4 separate regions of the Mus musculus genome follow, and regions 1, 2 and 4 are each linked to region 3. Evidence: chromatin contacts called from public HiChIP or PLAC-seq data. All regions are on one chromosome and are shown on one strand. Each heading gives the region's core, a stretch centred on a gene start, on an enhancer-like site or on the middle of the called end of the contact. The rest is flanking DNA. Distances are from core to core; before and after follow the strand shown. Region 1 holds the start of Sspn (sarcospan). Region 2 has its middle 19 kb from the start of Gm38927. Region 3 holds the start of Kras (Kirsten rat sarcoma viral oncogene homolog). Region 4 overlaps Rassf8 (Ras association (RalGDS/AF-6) domain family (N-terminal) member 8).

The links. HiChIP or PLAC-seq counts read pairs in DNA pulled down with a chosen protein or histone mark.
Region 1: a contact with region 3 is called in a FOXA1 HiChIP or PLAC-seq map of pancreatic cancer cells. The contact joins the promoter of Sspn here to the promoter of Kras in region 3. A contact is called at or near these places in 1 of 39 promoter capture datasets (cranial neural crest) and 1 of 115 datasets of contacts at active chromatin or transcription factors (pancreatic cancer cells).
Region 2: a contact with region 3 is called in an H3K4me3 HiChIP or PLAC-seq map of neural tube, with 5 times the contacts expected there. The contact joins the enhancer-like site here to the promoter of Kras in region 3. A contact is called at or near these places in 7 of 39 promoter capture datasets (the HPC-7 cell line, cranial neural crest, embryonic stem cells and 4 more), 7 of 484 Hi-C or Micro-C datasets (the AML12 cell line, the N1E-115 cell line, cerebellum and 4 more), 5 of 115 datasets of contacts at active chromatin or transcription factors (craniofacial prominence, embryonic forebrain, forebrain and 2 more) and 1 of 9 other capture datasets (embryonic stem cells).
Region 4: an HNF4G HiChIP or PLAC-seq map of pancreatic cancer cells shows a contact between it and region 3. The contact joins the enhancer-like site here to the promoter of Kras in region 3. A contact is called at or near these places in 3 of 115 datasets of contacts at active chromatin or transcription factors (bone marrow-derived macrophages, embryonic stem cells and pancreatic cancer cells) and 1 of 9 other capture datasets (macrophages).

What each region holds. Positions count from the first base shown.
Region 1 is chr6:145,932,572-145,935,570 of GRCm38.p6, reverse strand. It overlaps Sspn (sarcospan), which reads right to left and starts at 1,449. Exons shown (of 3, transcript NM_010656.3): 1 at 1,200-1,449. The coding sequence starts at 1,397.
Region 2 is chr6:145,822,262-145,825,258 of GRCm38.p6, reverse strand. No RefSeq gene overlaps it. Among named protein-coding and RNA genes, the nearest start is that of Gm38927, 19 kb to the left of the region's middle. Within about 2 kb of position 1,513, at least 35 of the 459 cell types and tissues checked have an H3K27ac peak or open chromatin away from gene starts, as enhancers often do. A contact at or near this core is called in the AML12 cell line, neural tube and palatal mesenchyme, where this site is marked.
Region 3 is chr6:145,248,644-145,251,613 of GRCm38.p6, reverse strand. It overlaps Kras (Kirsten rat sarcoma viral oncogene homolog), which reads left to right and starts at 1,383. Exons shown (of 5, transcript NM_021284.6): 1 at 1,383-1,565. Gm15706 (predicted gene 15706) reads right to left here and starts at 1,085. Exons shown (of 2, transcript NR_045598.2): 1 at 825-1,085; 2 at 1-402.
Region 4 is chr6:145,768,464-145,771,586 of GRCm38.p6, reverse strand. The region is part of intron 1 of Rassf8 (Ras association (RalGDS/AF-6) domain family (N-terminal) member 8); the gene reads right to left. Among named protein-coding and RNA genes, the nearest start is that of Gm15704, 22 kb to the right of the region's middle. Within about 2 kb of position 1,471, at least 56 of the 459 cell types and tissues checked have an H3K27ac peak or open chromatin away from gene starts, as enhancers often do. A contact at or near this core is called in pancreatic cancer cells, where this site is marked.

The DNA of each region.
Region 1 (2,999 bases), core at 200-2,699, 680 kb before region 3:
AGAAAACTCCAATCACGATAATTTCAAGGGAATTCTCAGTACACAAATTAAACATTTTAAATTACTCTGCAAAGATTTGTGAGTTTGAATAATCTTAATTTAAAAATATCTGCACCTATGAATATGCATCAGGTGTCTTCAGGTTCTGTCCCATACAAAATTATGTTGGGTTGTGTGTGTGTGTGTGTGTGTGTGTGTGTGTGTGGTCAGCAACAGTAAGGATAGAGGGGAGCTGGAAGGCCAAGGGGCCATGTTCATTTCTCCTGACTCTGCCACGTTTACCTTCTGGGCTTGAGGACGTCAGGTATCTTAATGGGCTTCCCCGTGTCCAGAGTGGAATAACAATCCCCACCGTTGCATGGGTCAAACGAGACAGCCTGAGAATTTAGCATTGGCTTTAGATAATAAGGTAAGTATTAGCATAGCCAGAATTCGGCTACAGAGAAGCCAGTCCTGCCTTTGCTTTCCCAGCTCATGACCTTGGGCGGGGCCAGCCTGGTTTCTCTAACTTGAGGACTGTCCCATAAGATGTGAAGTTACAAACACAGGGGAGATCTCTGGCAGAGCCGGCATACAGTAGGTATTCCGTACGCCGTATCTATTTTACTTTCAAGAACTCACACACCAACAGAGTACTGTGCATCTGGCATTAGTACAACCCCAAATGAACTCCACTGGAGCCAGCAAAGCTTCAGCCCACCTTACACTGTGTGGATTAAGCCTGTGCTTGCAGTCGTCTCCAGCCCTGCCTTAGGAAAGTGATTCATGACTCTTACAAGGGAACTGTAGTTTAACAAAGCCAGTGTGGCAACTCCAACTTAAGGTTTTCCTACCCTGCTTTTCCCAGGATGAACTTCATTCAGTGCTACTTATGCAGACGCACGTGGGGCCTGGGGAATGAGACAAGGACCAAGCCACACAGGGTGGGCCTGCAGTTATCTTTGAGGCTATGCGAGATGTCCACGGGGCCTCCCCTGTAGACTGAGTCAGAGCCCTGGGAGGAGCAAGAAGCCTCAGGCAGGCGAAAGCCAGAATCCTGCTCCCAGCCTTCCTCTGGGGAGCCCAAGTGTGCCCAAAGTCAATCTCCAAGCAGTTAGGGGTGCAGCCAGGGTGGGGGCGCATGCAGCTGGGTTAGTCTCCACTCCACCATGCGGCTCGCATGCCCGCTGGTGCTTAGGCCGAACAGACTTGATGCTTACAATGATCCCAGCCCAGAACGGAGTATCTCTGACTAGCAGGGAGGGGCTGATGCTCGCCATGAGGAAGCCCAGCACGGTCACCGCGATGCCCAACGCCAGCTGCAGCAGTGCCAGCAGCAGCGGGAAGCGGCAGCCACAGCAGGTCCGCGCCTCCTCCTCAGGCAGCTCCTGAGCCCTGGGGCTCGGCTTGCGCCCCATGTTCCCTCGGTGGTGCCTGCGCCTGGGCCTTGCTGCTGGGCCTGCCCAGTCTGCTGAGACTGGGCTGAGCAAAAGTGGAAAACACTGGCAGGAGGGGGACCCGAGGGGGGTCGCCAACTGCCAACGCACAGGGACCTGGCGCCCAGGGCCTGTGTGATGGGAATGCCAGCCTGCTTTACTTTTTTGTTTCCAGGAAGTACAAGACAAGGTGATGAATGCTTAAACCGCTTGTGTTTAATTAATAGATCACTGAATCCAAAATGGGCTCGGCTGCACTAAATAAAAGCTGTGGAGTCATTGACAAAAGTTAAATTGAGCTTTTTTTTTTTTTTTTTTTTTTAATGTAATCCAACCGACAAGGAAGAAAGGGAGGGAGAAAGAGAGGGAGCACTGGAGGAAAGGAGGGAGGGTGAGAGAAAGGAGCAAGGAGGGAGGGAGGGGGGAGGGAGGAAGGAAGAAGGAAGGAAGGAAAGAGAAAAACAAACAAAAAACCAGAAAAGAAAAATAAAAAACTTCTTTTCTTATTGAGGTACTCGCATTCAAAATAATTGTTCCTGGCCAGTGAGGTGACTGAGCTGGGAAAACCTGCTGACCTCATTTTGATTTCCAGGATCCACAGTGGAAGCTATCTATGACTCCTCAGAGATGAACCCTTGACCTCCACACGTGTGACTCTCAGACCATACACATGGCTGCACACAATAATAATTAATTAAAACTCAACAATGAAATAACTGTTTGTAGAGAGGCTGGGCTAATCATGACACCTCGCATGCTTGTTTGTCTTTAAAAGCCCTTTGTTCTCATTTATATCTTGCGACTGTCCCATGCAGCCCAGGCTGGGTTCAGACTTGCCGTGTATCCACAGAAGACCTTGACTTTTTAATCCTCCTGTCTCCACCTCCCAAGTGCTGGGATCACAAGTGTGCACCACCCTGTGTTTAAATAATAGTGTCTATGAGGCTCCCAGTGAGTCTTCACACTTGCTAAATGTCCAGGGGGTGTTGGCATGCTGGATAGAGATGGACAGTTGCACCCAGGCAACCTTTAAGGGCTACTTTTAGCACTTGCAATGTGCTAGGACAGGCAGCTATAGATCTGGTGCTCTCCAGGAGGCTCAGAAGAGATGGGTAAACCTGGTTATTTCCCGAAAGATGGTGAACTATGCCTGGGCAGGGCGAAGCCAGAGGAAACTCTGGTGGAGGTCCGTAGCGGTCCTGACGTGCAAATCGGTCGTCCGACCTGGGTATAGGGGCGAAAGACTAATCGAACCATCTAGTAGCTGGTTCCCTCCGAAGTTTCCCTCAGGATAGCTGGCGCTCTCGCTCTTTTCCCGACGTACGCAGTTTTATCCGGTAAAGCGAATGATTAGAGGTCTTGGGGCCGAAACGATCTCAACCTATTCTCAAACTTTAAATGGGTAAGGTTTTGTATACCTTCGTGCAGTACCATTTAGGACAAAGTACAGTGTGCAGCTACTAAGAAATAGTCCCAGTGGGGAGTGGTGGCTCACGCCTTTAATCCCAGCACTCGAGAGGCAGAGGCAGGCGGATTTCTGAGTTTGAGGCCAGTCTGGTTTACAAAGTGAGTTCCAGGATAGCC
Region 2 (2,997 bases), core at 264-2,763, 570 kb before region 3:
AGGTCTGTGTATACAGTAACTGATCTCTGTAAAGATGTAGCAAGTACCATGGAGTCACAGATGGGACCAGAGAGCATGATACTGAAGCAGGAAGCTAAGCTAACTACACACCTTTAAAACAACAATACATATCAGTAGGGATGGGTGCCTTGGGAATATTCAGAATGGGACTCATTTTCAGACCTGGGAGAATCGGAACTAAATGCCTATGCAAAAAGCCCTGGGGAGCAGCTGACCATTCAAGGCTCTGCCAACAGCAGAAGTCATCCTAGAGCCTGGTGGTGTTTGTACCCCAGCTCTATTTGTGTGTGTGTGTGCACGTTTGAGAGCCCTTGTTTATGTACATGTGTTTGTGAACATGCGTGCATAGATAGGTCCTGTGGAGCTCCAGGTCCAATGTTTCTCTCAAGGGAACTAAGTAAAAATAAAAACTTGCAATACAGGTAAAGAAAAAGCAAGAAGGCTACACATTGGATACAGAAAGAGTTTTTGAAGATATGTAAATTAAAATTAGAATACTTACACCCATAGCAGAACTTCTCCCAATATGATTCTTATATATAAATTAAAAAGAAAAGACTTTTAAGTGAAATTTAGAGCATGAAGCCATGTTAGACTTTAGGATGATGGGATCTGTGGATGATCATGCTTTGGACTCAGGGAGTTGGCCTCTGTCAGGTCAGGACAAACCAGGTTCAGCTATTAGTCTTGAGTGAGCAATCAAGACAGGCAGACTAATTGTGAGAAACAGAAAAAGGGAGTGCACTTGATATACCACACTGGGAAGAGGGTTTTAGCAGCCCCAGGGTCTTGATTTCAGGTTAAGTTTTAAATACAGTAGCAGGCTGTGCACACACAGGCAGCTCTGGTCCAGGGGTGGCGCAGCTGCCTCTGACTCTTTGTTCTCCTTTCTGTAAGGTGGTCTACACAACTGTGAATTTTTTCTCAGAAGAAAAGTTTCCCCGCTGGCTGGCCCGGGCTCTAAGGGATTCTTTTCTCCCAGCTTGAGATTTCTGGGGGTGAGAGGAGTTCCGATTTCTTCCACTTCTTCAATAGTCCAGTAGCCAAGCAAGGAGCACAGACATGTCCTTAGACTATCTTCAGCCCTTCCAGGATGGTTACAAGTACAGCTAATCTTCACAGAGCCACAGGATGAAGCATTGGACCCATAAAGACAATCCTGGGGACATTTAGGTTGAAACATAGCCAACAAAGTGTCTTCCTGTAGAGGGCACCAGATGACTAGGCAGTGAAACCTTGCTGCCCTGTAGTGGGAAGTCCTGGGAAGGAGCCTCTGTGAACATACTGGAGACTTGTGGAAGTTGAAGATCCAGGCTGGGGGTGGGGGGTGGGGGAAACGACACACGGACTCAGTCTTTCCCTGCAAGCTCCATGCAGGCAAGTCCCAGCTCTTCGTATATGCAATCTCTGTGAGACAGCAGTCAGGAGCTTCCTGACAGGGTTGACAGAGGCTGAGGAGAGAGGCTATCAGGCATGCACATAGTTGTGGCAAACAGCAAACATGGAGAGTCACCACAGGCTAAACTACCGTCTGGCAGTTTGCATTGGTGCTCTTAGGAGGCAGAGAAGATGACCTTAGACTTTTATTTGGACAAGAGTATTTAATCTTACTTTTCATTAGATTGTGTTTCCCATGTATCTGTGCCAAAGATGGAAGTCCAACTTAGGAATGGGAGTGAATTCTGAAGTGAGTCTATTGAGAAATAAAAACTCACCCACCTCCAACTTGAGTGTCTGTGTCTAACATTCATGTCAGATATGCAAGCAGGAAAAGGCAGAGATCAGATCTTTGAATATGCTGATTCCTGACCCTGGCTGTGAGGCAAGGCCACAGGGTCATAGGCCAAGCAGGACCTTCTGTGGATAGGCAGATTGCTTGCACCAATGAGATGACAAAGCGTCAGAGTGGGAGGGGTGTGGGTGAGAAGGGGCCAGGCCTCAGTCCGCTGCTGGCAGGCCTCTCCTTACATCCCCACCACTGTGCTGTTGCCAGGAGACTGAAGAAGGGGCCAGGCCACATGGAGTGCAGTGCGGAATGTGTGAGAATGTGCAACCTGTGGTCTCATGAGTCCACGTGATCTGACATGGGCGAGGACTCACTTTCTCTTTTGCAGAGGACAGGACGCACCCACAGATCTGTCTTTTAATACAACTTATCTCTCTCCAAGGCACATATATGTACCCGTGCCCAAAACAGGGACGAGAAAAGCAACATGAAGCCCTCCCTGTTCACCTGGCAACTTAAAACCACCTGTAACTCCAGTTCCAGGGGATCTAACACATGTTCCTCTCTAGCCTCTGTTGGCATCAGGCACACACATGGTGTATATACATACATGCAGGCACAAAATTCATACACATAAAATTAAATATATATCAAATATACATTATATAAAATACACAAATATATATTATATAAATAAAAATATATAATCTATAAAAATAAATATATAAATATATTTTAAAAGGCTGTCTTATTTCACTTAGTAACAAGTGCCCTTACGTGCAACCTTGCCACCCTAAAATATTCTCAAGAAGATGCTACAGTATTCCACAGCCCACTCACATCAGAGAGGTTCCCATGAGTGCTTGCTCAGGAAGCTGCTCCATTGAGCTCTCTTATCCTGTTGAGTCCTTATTTCCTGGTAGCTGTTGGCGTCCTGTGTGGACTTTTTAATGCCTAAGCCCCCACAGCTGCCTGCCCCCTCAGCCCCTCACCTTTGGCTGTCTCTTCTGCGCTTCTAACATGGTACCTTACCACATGACTCCTCAGTGACTCAATCAGGAAATTGCTTATGCAGCTTTTCACAGTGGGGAGGTCAGTGGTTCTATGGCCGTGTGCAGCAGCTGACTGCATGAATCCAGCGGACCAGGAAGCAAGAAGCCAGTCGGAAGTGGGCTGCACTATATACCCTCCTGGCCCATCTCCCTCTGGCCCACTTCTCCCAGCTAGGCCCCTGTCCCTAAGGTTCTATC
Region 3 (2,970 bases), core at 134-2,633:
AGGAGTAGTGTTCGGGGACTGAGGGGAGACTGCAGTCCCAAAGACGCTCTTTATGGAAGCTCTCACTTAAGAAATGAGACATTTAAACAAGGCTTAAAGCCTATGATATAGGAAGCTCTGGGCATTGGTAGTTAGGAGACAGTTTTTGAGGACAGTCTCAGAGGAAAAGGCCAACCTCCCCATTCTCGGAGCAGCCAGGAGTCAAGGTGAAACACGAAGGTAAGGTAAGGTAGCAAGTGGTCAAAGGCAGCATAGAATTTTAGAATTTTGCCTTTATGTTCTTGAACTGTGAGCCACGCGGGAGCTCAAGGCAGACTGAGATACTGAGTTAGTATCTTTCCTTCAGCTTAACAGTGTGAATGTGGCCGCCATTTCTTCCTTTCCGTAAATTTCTTCCTTCATCTGTAAAATAGTCGAGATGATGTTTAACTCGCGGGGGCGTTGTGATAATTAAATACGCTATGTGCAAAAACATTTAGCAGTTAACTTGACACAGAGTAGGCACGTTCTTTCTTTCCCTGTCTTCCTCCTGTTTCCCGGGCCTCCCACCTGGTGCTGGGAGGGAGAGGTAGGGTGCAAGAAGAGTGACATCACTTCAGAGAGCTAGTGTAACAGTTTCACGCGTGGCTGGTGATGGGGCTGTGAGGACAGACGGCGGTCGGTGGGTGGGTGGATGGGCAGTCTTTTGGGCGGGGGCCCTGGCTCTCCAGGCCTCAACTGATGGCATTTTTTAGAAGGGGCATCAGTGCGGTCTAGAGGAACGCACGCTTATTTGCCTCCCTGTTTAACTCTGCGGTGGTAACTGATGAATGAATGTCTTCTACCTGGCGTCCTGAGAAGTCTCCTCGGATCTGTCCTGTGGAGCGAGGGCACTTCCTACAAAGCGGCTCTCCATGTGGTATCCGGGCAGAAGGCCAGCCTGGTCTACACAGAGAGACCCTGTCTCAAAACAAAAAGAGGAGGTCCGGGTTGGGAGCCTGCAGGCTTCGGACAGTCCGGCCAAGGGACCGCGAGGCCAGCGGCTGGGGTCCGCCCCCGGCGGCGCCGCGCGCGCCCGGAGGAGCAGCAGCGGGGCGGGCGGCCGCGTGCGAACGAGCGGCGAGGCGGGGCTATCGGGAGCGCCAGCCCCGGGTCGGGGTCCGCGTTGGCCGACGCCCTCTCGGCACCACCCTCGCGCGCCCCCGCCCGGGCCCGTCCTGGCCGCCGCTTCCCGCCCTCGCTCTCCTGGGCTCCCAGCGCTGCGGCCGCTCCCTCCCTCCCTCCTTCCCTCCCTCCCGCGCGCGCGGCCGAGGCAGCGCGGAGCACCGAGCGCATCGATCGGCCTGCTCTGCGGCCGCCCGCCCGCCTGCCGGGCCCATCGCGCACTCCGGGCTCGATTCGGCAGGCGGCGGCCGCGGCGGCTGAGGCGGCAGCGCTGTGGCGGCGGCTGAGACGGCAGGGGAAGGCGGCGGCGGCTCGGCCCGGAGTCCCGCTCCCGCGCCATTTCGGACCCGGAGCGAGCGCGGCGCGGGCCTGAAGGCGGCGGCGGGAGCCTGAGGCGCGGCGGCTCCGCGGCGCGGAGAGAGGTAGGGCGCGGGCGGCGCTCCTGGGCCGCTGCCCGGTGCGGAGCTCGGCGCGGCCGGGCGGGGCCGCGGCGCTGAATGAAGCCGGCTCGGGGCGGCGGGCGCGGGGCGCCGAGGTCGGGCGGCCGCCGTTTCCCGGACGGGGCGGCTTTCCTTCCTCCTCCCGGCCGCGGCGGGCCCTCCGCGCTCGCCCGGCCTCCGCGCCCGGCCTCTGCTGCACCCGGCATCCGCGCCTGGCGCCCCGCGCCCGGCTCAACTTGTCGGGCGCGCGGGCTGTGCGGGGACGCCGCTTCCCCTGGCCGGGCTGCGGGGCCCCGGGGGAGGTCGCGGCGGGAGGTGCTCGGACCCGGTGGCCGGAGGGCGTCGTGGTTCTCGGAGGGGAAAGGCGTCCGCCGCGGAGTTCGCGACCGCTCCCCTCCCCCACGCCTGTAAGGGCTGTGACATTGCCGCGGCCACAAAGGAGGAGGTGGAGGTAGGGATGGTGCTGGCAGAACAGGTGGCCCACGCCCTGCGCGGAAAGCCCGCGAGCGACCCGCACGGAAGCAGAAAAGTTAATGCGGCAAGTCTGAGTGGCTTTGTGTCGTGAAAACACAGGGGGAACGAAGGGCGAGAGCCGAGGCAGGGGACTCTCCCCGAGTGGAGCGCAGGCAGCTCGGCTCACAGCGTCAAGTTTGAATCGCCTGCTGCCCTCTCCCCTCAGTCCTGCGGTTTGTCCCTTGCCCCTTCCAGACTCCAGAGTTGATTGTAGCATTCGGGCCGACCTCTGAAATCCCCCTAGGCCCATGTAGTAGCTCAAGTCCTGAGCCAGCCCCGTTAAAGCAAGGTGATCATCAAGGCAAGGACTTAAAAGCAGAATGGCATGCTGTGTTTGTCGTAGAGGAATCATCTGAGAGGAAATGTTGAACAAGTCTGCTCATAATAATCACTTCGAAATTGCCACCAAATGACCAGTGTCACTCTTCCACCGAGGGCCTGATTGCTGACCCCTCATGTGATAGACAATAGACATCAGATACGCTAGGTATCCATATATTTAATTTGAAACTGTAGCTATTCACAAGCATCCTTGGTTTTAAGAGATGGCGGATAGTAATTTAATTTTTCCACTTTGGTTGGAATTGAGCCCCTTTATTACCTTTTGTAACTGGGGGTGGGGGTGGGTGGGTGGGGGAACCTTTCAGGCTTAAGGTTTTTCTTGAGTAAGACTTCTTTTTTTTCTAGTGGACTTAATTAAATATTACTAAGTTTTAAAAACCCGACAATAAATTTTATTCAGCAAAAGCTACGGTGTAAATGATTCAATATCTGTCCACAGTATACCCTAAATTAGCCAACATTTTAGTCTGTGGGACCCCTTTGCACCTATAAACAAATTATTGAGGGTCTCAGAAATCCTTGAAGGGGGGGA
Region 4 (3,123 bases), core at 222-2,721, 520 kb before region 3:
GGCGATCCTGTAGGAGGACCAGCAGCCCCAATCTGGACCCCAGAGATCTCTCCAACACTGGACCACCAAACAGACAGCATACACAAGCTAATATGAGGCCCCCAATACACATACAGTAGAGGCCTTTGGGTCTGTGTTCATTCAGAGATGATGCACCTAACCCTCAAGAGACTGGAGGCCCCAGGGAGTTTAGAGGTCAGATGGGGTGGGGGGTGGGGGCCTCCATGTGGAGACAGGAGGAGTGGGGAGGAGGGGTGGGATGTGGAGTAATCAGAGGGTGGATGGGGGGATGGAATATGAAGTGTAAAAAAATGAATTTAAAAGAAAGGGGGGTTGCTTCTGCACCTGAAAGACACAGGGAGGCCATGCTCTCCACAGTGACTATGTCCTATGGTGGCTGCCAGGCAGGCTGGTGAGTGTACAGCTACACCCCAGCTCTGTGGAATGTATCAACAGGCAAAGCTGCATCTTATAAAGAAGGGGAGAAAGGTAAAAGTCAAAGGAATCTCAAGGTATTTAGTCAAGAATTACAGAAAACAGCAATAATGGAAAACTCTTCAGCAGCAAATTCCAGGTAAGCCATCTAATCCTCCCCTGCGTAACCTGAGGGATGCAAATAAACCCATCCCCAGTCGTTCAAATCCCCATGCACGTGCCCCACCCCCAGCAGGAAGCCTCAACCATAGCCCTGTGCACAGAGCCCACACTCTAGTCCTGCTGCCCAGGAGGCAGCTGTGGGCCGGACTCTGCGCTGTGATGTGATTACAGAGTCACTCGGCAGCTGCACTGCTGAGCAGGCTTCCCGGCCCGGCCTCAGTACACAGCAGGACTACGGACAGGACGCCACAGGCTTCGGTGAGCACACGGATGTGATCAGCGGCCCTGCTGCAATCACTGCCTCACTCTCAACACTTGTGGTACTAGGGTTTCCTCTAATGCAAAACACGTAGCAGGCTCTGCATGAGAACCGAACCAGCAAGGAAGGAGAACTGTAGACTTAGGAGCTCTACTAGAAGGTTCTGAGGCTATGCATTTTTTTCAGAAGATTAATTTAAATGAGACCTCTGAAGGTCATGTAATCACTAATGAATAAAGGGCTAAGGAATTTATGGCATGGTACTCTGATTGGTGTCCTTAAAGAGTTTACTCACCTGTAAAATATGAACAGCTCGCTTATAAGTGATTCACCTGCCACAAACAAGGTCAGGCTGCTTTTTCTCCTGAGACCAGTAAGTCATGTTTGAGAGACGGAGCCAAGATGATGGAGCAGGTATACCAAAAGCAACCTAATTCATAACTTGGTTGCGTGCACTAAAGGAGATTGCTGGGAGCTTTGCACTTAAAAGGCCTCTCAGGACGGTTCAGTGCCACCGAGGATGTCGCAGACAACTAAGGACAAAGCCACACGCCTTCCTAGCTGCACCCTGTGGCTCCTCTGCTCTCAGAGGCAGCAATGGGAAGTACAGGCAGGCAAACTTATTTGTCAATGCAAGCTTGGCTGGGCATCCTAACGCAGTGGCGTGGTGCCACCTAACACTGTAGTTCTTTAAATCAGCATGTTGCAAAGGACAGTCCCTGAGTCCCCACTGAACATAGCTACACACGCCTCCTGAAACTCCGAACGGTTTCTGAGGAACCGGCCAGACACACGGGCTGACCTAGCTTCTGACCCTCCCTGCAGGGCTCTTGAGCAGGGCCAGCCTTGTGAGGTAGTATGCCAGCCTTGTGAGGTAGTATGCCAGCCTTGTGAGGTAATATGCCAGCCTTGTGAGGTAGTATGCCAGCCTTGTGAGGTAGTATGCCAGCCTTGTGAGGTAGTACGCCAGCCTTGTGAGGTAGTATGCCAGCCTTGTGAGGTAGTATGCCAGCCTTGTGAGGTAGTATGCCAGCCTTGTGAGGTAGTACGCCAGCCTTGTGAGGTAGTATGCCAGCCTTGTGAGGTAGTATGCCAGCCTTGTGAGGTAGTAGGCCAGCCTTGTGAGGTAGTATGCCAGCCTTGTGAGGTAGTATGCCAGCCTTGTGAGGTAGTAGGCCAGCCTTGTGAGGTAGTAGGCCAGCCTTGTGAGGTAGTAGGCCAGCCTTGTGAGGTAGTAGGCCAGCCTTGTGAGGTAGTAGGCCAGCCTTGTGAGGTAGTAGGCCAGCAAGGCAGAACCACACTGCTATCCTGCGGGGCTAACGCAGGCTGAAAACACTCTCAGTGTTCTTAGAGTGGTGGTCAATTTCTACCTTAAAAATAATGAATTCCCCCACGTTAACTTACTGTCCTAAAAAAACAAGACACACAGGCTGTTCTCCTGACAGTGTTCTGTGGGCTCTTACCACTCTGTCCTCTGATCCCAGTCACTTGGAAGGGGTGGGTTTCTGTAGTTTCACCTAACACTTTGTGTCTTTGGAAAAGGAATTCAGTTGTTTCTTTAAAGACCACTTAATGGCCCAGAGTGCTCTTCTCACCCTCCTTCCCTGCTGCCCAGAGCTCCCTGCAACAGCACAGGAATTGCCTGTACAGTTAGTTACCAGTTTGGCATTTGGAAAACTGCCTAAAGTGAGGGCTAAAAATGCTGAAGGAGACCTGGAGAGTTAGTTTTAGAGAATAAAAACAAAACCCTGCCACACTTCTCCTTGGGAGAACGAATGAGCCCCTGGCTCCTTGAGAAGGGAACGCCTGGCAGCACCGAGCACTCCATTGCCTAATGCTTGGAGAATGTGAGGCGCGAGGGAGTCAGAGAAGCCTTGGCTACAGGACGAGAGCTGACGCAGTCCGTGTCTGCCACACTCACACTGTGCCCTTCACAGATGTCTCTGCATCTATTTATAGGACGTTTAGGGCCAGGCCAGTTACTGTCCGCCATATTACCATTCTCATAACAGACTCATACACAAACTATCTTTTTTATGAATAAAAGACACTCCCACCCCTCATCTCTCAACAAAACTCAACTCTTAAAAGTCTTAGTCACAAAATTACATGAAATAGTAAATAAGAAGTAGTACAATAAGAAATTGTAGCGCCCAGGTACAATACAAGATTGGAAAAAATATGTATGTCCCAATGACAGAAGAAAACGTGAGCCTCAGGCGCCTGTCTATGGCTAGCTCCAGCCGCAAGGCCACCCTTTCCAGAAG